2 separate regions of the Mus musculus genome follow, and region 1 is linked to region 2. Evidence: chromatin contacts called from public Hi-C data. All regions are on one chromosome and are shown on one strand. Each heading gives the region's core, a stretch centred on a gene start, on an enhancer-like site or on the middle of the called end of the contact. The rest is flanking DNA. Distances are from core to core; before and after follow the strand shown. Region 1 overlaps 1110051M20Rik (RIKEN cDNA 1110051M20 gene). Region 2 overlaps 1110051M20Rik (RIKEN cDNA 1110051M20 gene).

Region 1 (5,376 bases), core at 601-3,100, 130 kb before region 2:
AGTTGATGCTGTAAGAGCTGTGTCTGGTGAACACTTTGTGCTAAACACTGTTCTCAGCATACACCGTCATTAATTTCCATACACTTATGAGGTAGGATACCAGTATTAGTCCATTTCACACATTTGGGAATTCAGACACATAAAAGTCACATTCTGAAGGTTATACAGCTGGTAAGTATAATGAGATAAATAACAAGAGGTAACCAGGGTTATATGATTTATAGGATGCCTTCAAGACTCTTGGAGGAGAAGACATTGAGAGCATCAGGAGACAAGAACATATTTCACAGGCTGTCCCCCTTTCCTTTGTCTGCCTTGATTACCTTCTCTGCCTGTGTATGGAAAGATCATGTTGTTTTACTCTATGTGCTACTGTGTTCTTGGCAGTGGCTCTCAGGGAACATGCCAAAGTGCATGCCCTTGTGACTTAATGTCTTAACAAAGGGTGGCTCTGCAGACAGTGGCCTTCCTCATGCCTTGTTCAGATTCGATAAGAAAAGTAATAAAGCAGTCAGAAAAATAATTTGTGTTGTCCTTCATGTAGTATAAGTATGGAAATGGGAGGCTTTACCTATCAGGTTTTAGGAAAGGAACAACAATTTCATTCTAAGGCATAGTAATTATCAGAGTTCATTTGAGAAGTTGAATGCTTCTTTGGATTACTATCATAAAAAGTTTCAGCATCAAATTCCTTCTCTATTGTCCTGAATTAGAATAAACCCATGAAATGTGAATCTTATTAATTTACTCATAGAAGAAAAAAGTCCCAGTAGCACATATTCATAAATCACTGACTATATAATTCTAATGAAACAGCCCTTGGATTAAAAAATACAGAACACGGGCTGGTGAGCACTCACTGCTCTCGAAGAGGACCTGGGTCCAGGTCCCTGCATCCTCATAGCAGCTCACAACAGACAACTCACAACTGGCTGTTTCTCCAGTCCAACAGGACCCAACTCCCATTCTGAGCCTCTGTGGGCACCGCTGGGCACCATACACATGACATAATAAACACAGATTGTTTCTTCTTTTATACAGTAGGTACTCCCAAGGCCTATGAACAGTCTAGAATAATCAGGGCAAAGACGTTTCTAAAGTTGTCAGAGTGTTCAGACATACTCACCATCTCCCCTGTAAGTGCTGCTGCTTTGATTTGTCCTGTGCCCATGGCAGCAGAGGGACAGAGAACTGGGGCCCAGGAAACACAGCAGAGGCTTCTAAGCTCATGGCTTTGCATCAAGGATGTGTGTAAGACTTCCCTGGGCCATTTCTGCCCCATGTTTTTTCTACTTATTGTTGTTAAATTAAGTCAAAATGTGGTGTGGTGAAGCAAAAGTGACTGCCAGCCAGCCCCCTCCTGCCTTTCTCCACAGTTCAGCTCTTAGCTAGACTTGACTCATTGTAACAGAAAATTACCCATTTCTCATTGTCAACAACTGGATTCTCAGAGACTCACAATTGCCAGGAATAGATTTTGCCTTCAGTTAAAGCAGCACTGTCCTGTTACTGGCCCAGACACTTCTGCTAAACTGCCATTTGTGAAATGCAGAGAGATTTCTGGTTCTTTTCTGTATTAGGAGAGGTTTGCTAGGACAGACACACTCCAAGGAGCCATGGCAGGCAGTTGAGTCACCAGAATCTATTTGATGCTGAAAGAGCCGGAGTCACTGAGGATACAAGAACTGCCATTTGTGTAAAGTCTTTCTTCTTCAGGCCCTTCATGTCACCATCCCAGGAAACCGTCCAGCAAGCAGCACTTGACCTGGTGACCCAGGAAGTGATTTCACAGCCTACTGGTCCTCTAACTCATTGAGAATGCAGAGTCAAAGGTTAGAGAAGTAGTAACTGGTCTCGCTTCCTCTGTCAAGGAACACATGATTACCTCCCCCCATTTCCCAAGTCAAGAGGAACTCAGCGGTTAGGAAACCAGGAAGAGGAAATGAAGGCTGAAGGCCTCCTAAGGCCCACCAATAACAGTTCTGTTTTCATGGGAACGGCTTCTTTGTTTCTGGTCTAGCCTGCCATTTGCTGCTTCTGCCTTGTTATTTCTTAGAAAGTAATAATCTCCGGCTTCTTCCTCTTTGAACCTGAAGTGGTCTCAAGGTCGAGGACCCGGGTCACCTCCTGTTTTATAATAGTTCTTCCTCACCCTACACTTTGTGTACTTTTGAGACCCAAACAGCTGATGATTTGCCACATGCCTGTTAGCCACTTAGTGTCAGCCACTCGATTGCTCATTCAGATAACTGTCTAACAGAGCTTCTGTCTCACTGGATAATGCACTCAATTGTATTTTTTCTGTGCATTGTTGTGTCTGTACGAGGGTGTTAGAACTCTGGAGCTGAAGTTACAGACAGTTGTGAGCTGCCATGTGGGTCCTGGAATTGAACCTGGGTCCTCTGGAAGAGCAGACAGTGCTCTTAATTGTGGAGCCATCTCTCCAGCTTTCTCCTCTTTTTTTTTCCTTTTTCTCTTTTCTTTTCTTTCCTTCTCTTTCTCCTTCCCTCTCTCCCTCCCTTCGTCTTTGTTCTTCACTCATCTTCAACATCTACACTCAACTTCCTCTGCCTCTTAAGATTAAAAACTGTCAAGGTGTAATGGGAGAGCTGAGGTCCAGCCTTCTGGTTTGTGCTCTTCACTCTGGCTGGGCTGTGTTCAGGGTAATGGAAAGCAGACCTTCTCTCCTGAGGTCCTTGCTCCTCATGCTGGCAGTCAGACTCCAGCCTCTGAGCAGTTGGAATGTACTGAGAAACCACAGAGCCCAGAGAGAGCATTATGCAGGCAGTTCCACACAGGGGGAATCTATTTACACCACACAAGTTGCCGTTTACATGCGTGGATAATTGTTTATCTGCACACTCTCATACTTCACCTACTATGTAATACACATGCCCTGTCAAGAGGGTTTAACTAAGAACTGTTATCTCCAGATTGCCCTGAACATCCAGGGGATACTATGGGAATTTTGATGAAAAATCACCTTTTAAAGAGAGTGGTTTTTTTTAGTTCAATGTGATGTTTAGAATTTTAAACCATACAAGTCTGATCCCCAAACTACTCTGTTTCTTGCATATTTTCCTGACTAAATGTTTTTCTTCATTCCTTTGCCATACAGTAAGTATTGTGACAAAGCATCATGTATCAGTAGGAATTTGCCTGTAAAGAACTGTACTTTGGCTGAGGATAACGTTTACAGAGGAGCAGACAGCGGGAGCACGTGATCAGATCTTCTGCAATAGCATTAAGTTATATAGACAGTAGGCTAAGAGTTGAGAACAAGGAGAATGAATAGTTAAATAAGAGCAGTTAAGTAACAACACGGGGAGCTTTTCTTCATTGGGAAAGACAAATAGAATTTGCATAGGGGGAAAACGGGCTTTTAATATGGCCTGAAAGCACAGTAGCATAATGGTTAAGAATAGAGACTTTGATCTTTGTTTGAGGGCCTGCCAGTGTGTTTCGGGCAGGGTGCTTAGCTTTTTCTGTAAAACAGTGAGATTCATACATAAAAATATGTTCAATGCCAGGCAGTGGTGGCGCACGCCTTTAACTCCAGCACTTGTGAGGCAGAGGCAGGTGGATTTCTGAGTTCGAGGCCAGCCTGGTCTACAAAGTGAGTTCCAGGACAGCCAGAACCTGTCTTGAAAAAAAAAAAACCGAAAAAAAAATGTTCATTACCAAATTGTTGGAAGGAAAGATTAAATTAGATAATGGATGTGAAGGGCTTGTTGTTCAGCTTAAGGTCTAATGAGTGTTGCATAAGCTCTGGTCCATCACTGCTGACACTACTTCTCACGCAGCCACTGAGTAAGGTACCTGTACCTTACCCAGTGTTGTAGATGCTAGGGATGTAGCAGTGAACAAATCAGGAGGAATCCCAATCCTCGTGAAGATTCTGTTCTGAAATTGTCGTTTTTAATTCTTTTAGCTTTATTTTATGTGTTTTGCCTTATACATGTTCATACTTGGTGCCTGACATTGTCAGAGGATCGCTTTGGACCCCTAGAACTGGAGTAGGGATGCTTGGGACCTCCGAGTAGTTGCTGGGAACAGGATCTGCATCCTCGAAAGAGCAGCCATGTACTTTTAACCACTAAGCCATCTCAGCAGCTCCTGAGTATTGTTTTGATCCCACCTGTTTTTTATGTGTATATAATAATGTTAGAGTTATAAAAATGTGAAACTATTTGAGCTGATCTCATCCCTCCATTCAGCTGCATCAGTGATCCATCTTCCGGAAGCAGGATGAAGCTGTCAGTGTCAGTAACTTCCTAGTGGGAGGTTCAGGCTCTGCTGCAGCCTGGGGTGGCAAACGTTCCTAGTGTGAGTGGTGCCCTGGGTGGATCAGCAGCGATGCAAAGCAGCCCATCCACCCTAGTCCTGGTGGGGCTCTCATGTTTCTGATGGGCAGTTTCTGCTTACTATAAAGTACAGGTAGACACAGTTTTCTCTATTTCTGTTGAGGGCTGCACCTTAACATTTGCCTCTTAGAGCAAACGTTGGTTTTTTTGTTTTGTTTTTAATATCTACCTATGTTTCAGGTATCGCTTCTTAGTCTTTGGGTTTTGGCAGTTTTGACATTCTTTGAATAGTTTGATTTTAAAAGTATATTTAAGGGGACTGGAGAGATGGCTCAGCAGTTAAGAACACCAACTGCTTTTCCAGAAGTCCTGAGTTCAAATCCCAGCAACCACATTATGGCTCACAACCATCTGTAATGGGATCCTATGCCCTCTTCTGGTGTGTCTGAAGACAGCTACAGTGTGTGTGTGTGTGTATAATATACACATAAATATATATAAAATAAATATATATACACATAAAAATATATATAATAAATAAAATCTTTAAAAAAAAGAAAAGTTAAGTATGTTTAAACAGTTTGTTGTTTAGTGCCTCTTAAACCTATAGCTTGGTGTCTTACATTTTATTTACATTTATTTGTTTTGTATGTATGTATGTGAACTCCCTCATTGTCACATGTTCCACACTGCATGAATGAAGGTCAGAGGACAAGTTGAAGGAGTCATTTTCTCCTTTTACCATGAGAATTCTGCAGCTTGAACTCAGGTCATCAGGCCTGGGAGCAGACACCTTGCCCACTGAGTCATCTTGCTAGCCACAGTTTGATTATTTAATTGTTTTGTTTTATTTTTAAATCAGTTTTGGTAAATTTTCAATTAAGAGCTATTCAGATATACTTCTGTTTTTCTCTTTATTCTTACTTTTTGGGGATTCCAATTATATAAATGTTAGACCTCCTCAGAGTATCTGTGTCTTCTGTACTTTCTTTTTGCATTTTCCTTCATTTTGTCTTTTAGGTTTTATTTCACATATTTTATATTCTAGTTCATCAATTGTTTCCTTATTTGT
Region 2 (5,665 bases), core at 974-3,473:
GAGCTCACTGTGATCACCTGCGCTCCTCCTAACAACACAGGCAATAGCCGGTCTGTCCGCATGGCCCTACAGGAGTAGGATTCCTGATTCCTCCAGCCGAGAAACTGCAGTGTGCATAATCTGCCTGTGCCTAGGAGGTCCCTCACATCCCCACGTGACTGCTGTGACTGACAGCCTTCTGCCCTGCCCCAACATGAATGAGTTCCCTGGCATAGGCCTGCCCAGCCCCTCCCTACAGAATCCCTGGTTCTGTTCTAGGGAGTGGCCTGCAGGTTGGGCAGACACAAAGTTATTTACCCAGTGACTCTGGAGATTATATATCAAAGCAACCTGGATCCCATCTAGAAACAGGGCAAAGGTGTGTCTGGGAGGTGTTTTTTTTTTTTTCCCAGCTGGGGGGCAGGGGAAGAAATCTGATGAATCTGAAAAACAGGAAAAAAAAAAAAAGGTGGAGACTGGCCATTTTACTACCTATCATTTCTATTCTCACTGGCTGGCCTCCTCCACCCACTGTATCCTTCCCGCTACACCCCTCCCACGCGCACAACCACTCCTCTCCCAGTTAGGGACCAGCAGGCCACTCTTGCTCTGAAGGTTTGTTGATTTTTGTTGTTTTGAGGCAAGGTCTCATTGTATATGTAGCTCTGTGTAGCCTGGAGTGTACTAAGTAGACCAGGCTAGCCACCTGCCTCTGCCTCCAAATGAGTGCTGGGATTAAAGGCTTATTAGTACGTTTTTTTGTTTTATGTTTTTTTGTTTTATTTTGTTTTTCTTCGGTTTTCCGGAACAGGGTTTCTCTGTGTAGCCCTGGCTGTCCTGGAACTCACTTTGTAGACTAGGTTGGCCTTGAACTCAGAAATCCTCCTGCCTCTGCCTCCCAAGTGCTGGGATCAAAGGCATGCGCCACCACTGCCCGGCTTGTGTTAGTAAGCTTTAAGCACTTACTATTATGTCTTTGCTCGGGAGACTCTCCTGTGTGATTAGATCCAGGTTCCTGAGCCTCCCCTCTGTGCCAGTTTAGGGAATGGCATCGAGGGAAGGGCAGCTAATGAACATCTGCTAAATGCCTCACACAGCTGGCCAGAAGCTGTACTGGAACCTTTATGCTTATTTCTGTATACACACTTCAGCCAGAGTTCTAGAGGAGACAGGCGAGCTAAGTAGTCAATCAGAAGCCTGGTTACTAGCAATGATCACAGCCCGTGTTAACTGCATCCCCCCCTGTTCAGGCAGTGTTGGGGCACCTTTAATACCAGCACTCAGGAGGTAGAGGCAGAGGAGGCAGATCTCTATGAATCTCTGTGAGGCCAGCCTGCTCTACAGAATTTCAGGATAGCCAAGAATACTGTTTCAAAAAGGGAGGGAGGGAGGAAGGGAGGGAGGGAGGGAGGGAGGGAGGGAGGGAGGGAGGGAGGGAGGAAGGAAGGAAGGAAGGAAGGAAGGAAGGAAGGAAGGAAGGAAGGAAGGAAAACAGAAAAGAACCTTCTGAAGGGAAAAAAAAAGGAGCCTTGTGCAATGTTTCCTACATCCTGATTAGTGGCTAGTGTGTAGACTAAGCAGTGACAGAGGCAGCATGTGTTAGAAATAGGAACTTGGAAATACCCTGGTTCTGTTTGTGGAAGGCTGGGATACTCCTGAAACACCCCACAAAATTATAAGATGAATCACCTGATGCCTCTTAGAAGAGTCAGTGCTGGACACTTTTGAGTCTTTCTGAAGCCCAGCATCACTGTCCAGTCTAGGGACTAAACTACCATTAAGCCCTGATCTTTCAACAATTTACTGGCAACAATCTTTCTCTCTGAAAATTTCAATCCCTCAAGAAATGTCAATTGTATTTATCCCCAGCAACCAACAAAAAAAGAAAACAGAAAAGAATCTAATTAATTTGTAAAAGAGCAAAAAGAAAAAAATTTAAGTGGGGAAGCATTCAAGACTCTTCATACACTTCCCAATAGAATCAGCAAACTATGCCCTCATGGCTAAGGAACCAACCCAGACAGATGTTAGTCTAAGTCATCAGGGTGGGACTGCTTCCCCCCCCCCCCCAACATAGCCCTGACCTGGGGACATACAATTGGCTATTTTCTACCCCTGGAGTCACCTTAGGCCATTACCATCCAGCATAGCACTGGGGCCTCAAGAACTAGACACCCAGTGCTGCCACAAGAACTAGACACTCCCAGTACTGGTCACAAGAACTAGACACACCCAGTGCTGGTCACAGACCCACCTCCAGTCTTGGAAGGGGATTGATCACCTGGTTGTAATCTTCTTAGCTGTCACTCTTGTCCCAAATGAGGAAGGGAAAATAGCGAGTCTCACTACATCTATAAAGTGGTACTCAAGATTTCTCGTTCCACATAAACTAACTTTCCCTGGTCAACCAGTTGTCAGACATGAAGGCAAAGGGCAAAGTATCTGCTTCCTGGTTGAAGGGCCCTCCTACTGTTTTATGACTTCACCCCAAATACCTGTCTTCTAGGAGCTTTGCCAGACAAAGGAGACCTGATGCACGACCCAGCCATGGATGAAGAGCTGGAACGGCTGTAAGTGTCAAGTGGGAAGATGCTGCCCTCTTGCGGAAGCCAAATCTGTCAGATGTGGCTGTGCCCCACTGTAGGCGACACAGCACACTGGTCAGGGAAAGGCTTGGGGCCAGGAGAGAAGAGAGGCACCATAAGTCCTTGGGGCTCTGCCCAAGTCTAAGAGTAAGTAGAGGTCCTCATCTCTGAACAGGAGATTCATCACATCACCCTCTGGGCTTCTTTCCTTCCTCAGGCTGGTCCAGGTCCCAGGCCTGGTCAACTCCATCACTGCCACTTCTGAGGCCAGCTGCCTGCCTTCCCGAACCCCTCCCCGGGTTGGTTCCCCGTGGAAACCCCTCCATCGCTCCCGCAAATTGGATGCAGAGAGCGATGGCTCCACTGAAGAGACAGATGAGTCTGAGACTTGAATCTGAAGGGTCCCATCTGTGGCCTGTACCTTGTTCCCACCCTGCTTTTGCTGCCCACACCAGACTTCTCCAGCATCACTGTGCCACCCTCTGCTGAAGAGAAGGGTGAATTAATAACAGCCCTAGTAAGACCAGCCCAGTTCAGTGATCCTCAGAATCCCCTAACTCATGCTCTCAGCAACCTGCTGGGCCCTGAGCTGACATACATCACAGAGAAGGGTCTGCTTTAGTCTTCTGTTGGCAGGGCTGCTTATGCTTTAAGTACTGTCATCTCAGCCAGTCCATGATCCTCCTAGTAAGGGTAATTTTTCACAACAGCATTTATAAGGGAAACGTGAATTAGTAATGCAGGGTCTTCCTGGTGGAGGGTGATTCCTGAGAGCATGTGCTGGGAAGACCTATCAACTGGCCTGCTGGAGAGATCAGCCACTAGCTGGAATAAGAGGGAGGATGGGCAAGAATTTTACTTTCAAAATATACTTCAAGTTTGTATGGAATAGTCAAATCTGTGAAATGAATAAAGTCCCTTGTGTCTGGTAAGCAATGAGTCTAAAGCCAGTAGGCTCCAGGGAGGGAAGGCAAAGTGGAACTTGGGTGCTTTTCTGACTGGATGGGAGGCGGAACTTGGGGGCCATCCAGGATGGCCACCTGCCTCAACTGACAGAGGACCTGGCCTCCTACAGATGAGGACAGCCGTTCAAAGCAGGTGTTGTGAATTTGGCCCGAGTGTTTGGTCAGGTTCTCCACCTATGAGACCCTGGCCACAAGAACTAGATAAGAGCTGCACAGCCTTCTCCACTAGATATTTGTGAAGACCAGACCCCAGGTTAGGCAGTGGTGCACATCTGCACAAAGCAGGCCTAGGGTTTTGGAGCAGAGACTGGAAAGGTCAGAGGTGAGCCTCATCCTTCTTGAATGAGGTAGGTCTCCACAAAATAAAATTCACTAAGGAGTCATGACTGCCTGCTCCAAGTAAGGCCGATGTTAACATTCACTGGACACATAATTTTCCTGCATCTTCCCTGCCAATGGATGGTTGCAAGTGGCTTCCAAAAGCCCTGTGGTACCAAGCCTACCTACAGGCATCTGAGGTTTCTCAAATTCTTGTGTGTACCCGATCCACAGAGAAACTTGTAACAGTGCCAATCACCAAGCCGGAGTCCTACTATCCCAAGCTGGGGTTGGAAACAAATCATGTATTTCAAACACCCCGGATGATTCCAAGGTACTAGAAAGCACTTGGAACTTGGCTTCCTGTACCTGCCTTTCTAATCATTTCCCAGAGTAGCTTATAACTGTATGCTGAGGAGTTCCAAGGACAGAGTGACCCTGTAAGGAAAGGGGTTTATATATGGCATCTCTAACTCTTCTAAAATGTATTTATATATTAAAAAGTCTGAATCTTTAAAATGTTTCTCCAAGCCAGGCATTTTACTAAATGCCTGCCATTCAGCGCCAGGGCCGAGACAGGAGGATTTCAAGTACAAAGCCAGTCTGGGCTGTGGAGACAGTCTCAAACAAAAGCAAAAACAGAGCTCTGATGACAAACAGGTCCCTGTCTGCCTCCTGTGATGAGGTGCTGAACCACTGAGGTTGCAGACAAACTAAAGGGCCAACTAACACCACCTCTTTCCTCCACGTGCAACAGGGTGGTGAGGTCGAGGCTGTACCGGACCCCGCAGCAGCAAAGGGGCAAGGAGCCAGGGGCCTTTGGCTTTGAAGGAAGAGACAAGCTGGAGGCCCCGGAGACAGTGCCCTCAGCTTTGGCACCAACGCCCAACCCATATCGGTGGGAGCCCAGAGAGTGAGCGAAGGGCCACACTGGGCAGGGAGGCAGGACGGAGAGGACACTGACCCACAGGGCCCCTTGGGGGCTTTATTTTGACACCACTTTGTTTCAATACAAACAGTGCTGAAAGAAAGTCATGTCCCTCTGGGGAGGGATGAGGGAAGAGTGGTCTGTGTTGTTTGGGAGCCCAACCTGCAATCCACAGGTAGAGGTTGGGCCAGACTGCCAGTGTGGCAGGTGAGATGGCACCAAGGAGGACACAGTGCGTGGCCCAGCTGCCAGTGGGTGGAGCCTGCAGCTGCAGGCCCTCACACTCTCACTGGTTGATGGGGTGCTGTCCAGGACCCCTAAACCAGGATGATGCAGATGATAAAAGCTGAGCTCCAGGGCTGCTTTCTCTCAGTCTTAGCTTCCTCAGCTAACAGGTTCACAGCATCCAGGCAGGACACACAGATGAGACTCACCATAGGGCCAAGGAGGACACAAAGAGGACCTCAAGCATAGACAGAGGGCGCTGTGACCCACAGTAATGGTAGATAAAGGCTCTCAAACACCTAGGCAGAAGTCAGCCTTCAAGGGACAGCTGTGACAATGGAAGAGTGCTCAGGCCTCCGGGCTAATCCCAAATAAAACCTTTGGGTACCAAGCAAAAGTTCTAGCTCTTGGTGAGCTACCAGGATCCTTCTCCTAACCCTTCCCTGGAACCCAGAAGAGGCCACTGACAGGAACAGCAGTGACGAGTCCAGAACTTCTCCCTGAGGGCTGATACAGCACAACTCTTGCTAGGCCTCCCCTGTTTCCAGAAGATGGACGCCCAAGCCCCCAGACCACCTACAAGGATCCTAGAGCCTGCAGAAGCCTTGTGCCTTCCCTCCTTGGGGAAGAATTAGATCCATAAAGCCATCCTGATGGAGCTCCCC

The links. A called contact is a pair of places that touch in the nucleus more often than the background predicts.
Region 1: a Hi-C map of bone marrow-derived macrophages shows a contact between it and region 2, with 35 read pairs. The contact joins two enhancer-like sites. A contact is called at or near these places in 1 of 15 datasets of contacts at CTCF or cohesin (large pre-B cells), 15 of 484 Hi-C or Micro-C datasets (8-cell embryo, B cells, the MC3T3-E1 cell line and 8 more), 4 of 115 datasets of contacts at active chromatin or transcription factors (cardiomyocytes, embryonic basal ganglia, embryonic stem cells and 1 more) and 4 of 9 other capture datasets (adipose tissue, embryonic stem cells, liver and 1 more).

What each region holds. Positions count from the first base shown.
Region 1 is chr2:91,409,020-91,414,395 of GRCm38.p6, reverse strand. The region is part of intron 2 of 1110051M20Rik (RIKEN cDNA 1110051M20 gene); the gene reads left to right. Among named protein-coding and RNA genes, the nearest start is that of 1110051M20Rik, 33 kb to the left of the region's middle. Within about 2 kb of position 1,850, at least 84 of the 459 cell types and tissues checked have an H3K27ac peak or open chromatin away from gene starts, as enhancers often do. A contact at or near this core is called in bone marrow-derived macrophages, where this site is marked.
Region 2 is chr2:91,276,074-91,281,738 of GRCm38.p6, reverse strand. 1110051M20Rik (RIKEN cDNA 1110051M20 gene) reads left to right here. Exons shown (of 9, transcript NM_175123.5): 8 at 2,486-2,549; 9 at 2,782-3,911. The coding sequence ends at 2,956. Arfgap2 (ADP-ribosylation factor GTPase activating protein 2) reads right to left here. Exons shown (of 16, transcript NM_023854.2): 16 at 4,368-5,665. Among named protein-coding and RNA genes, the nearest start is that of Arfgap2, 14 kb to the right of the region's middle. Within about 2 kb of position 2,223, at least 32 of the 459 cell types and tissues checked have an H3K27ac peak or open chromatin away from gene starts, as enhancers often do. A contact at or near this core is called in bone marrow-derived macrophages, where this site is marked.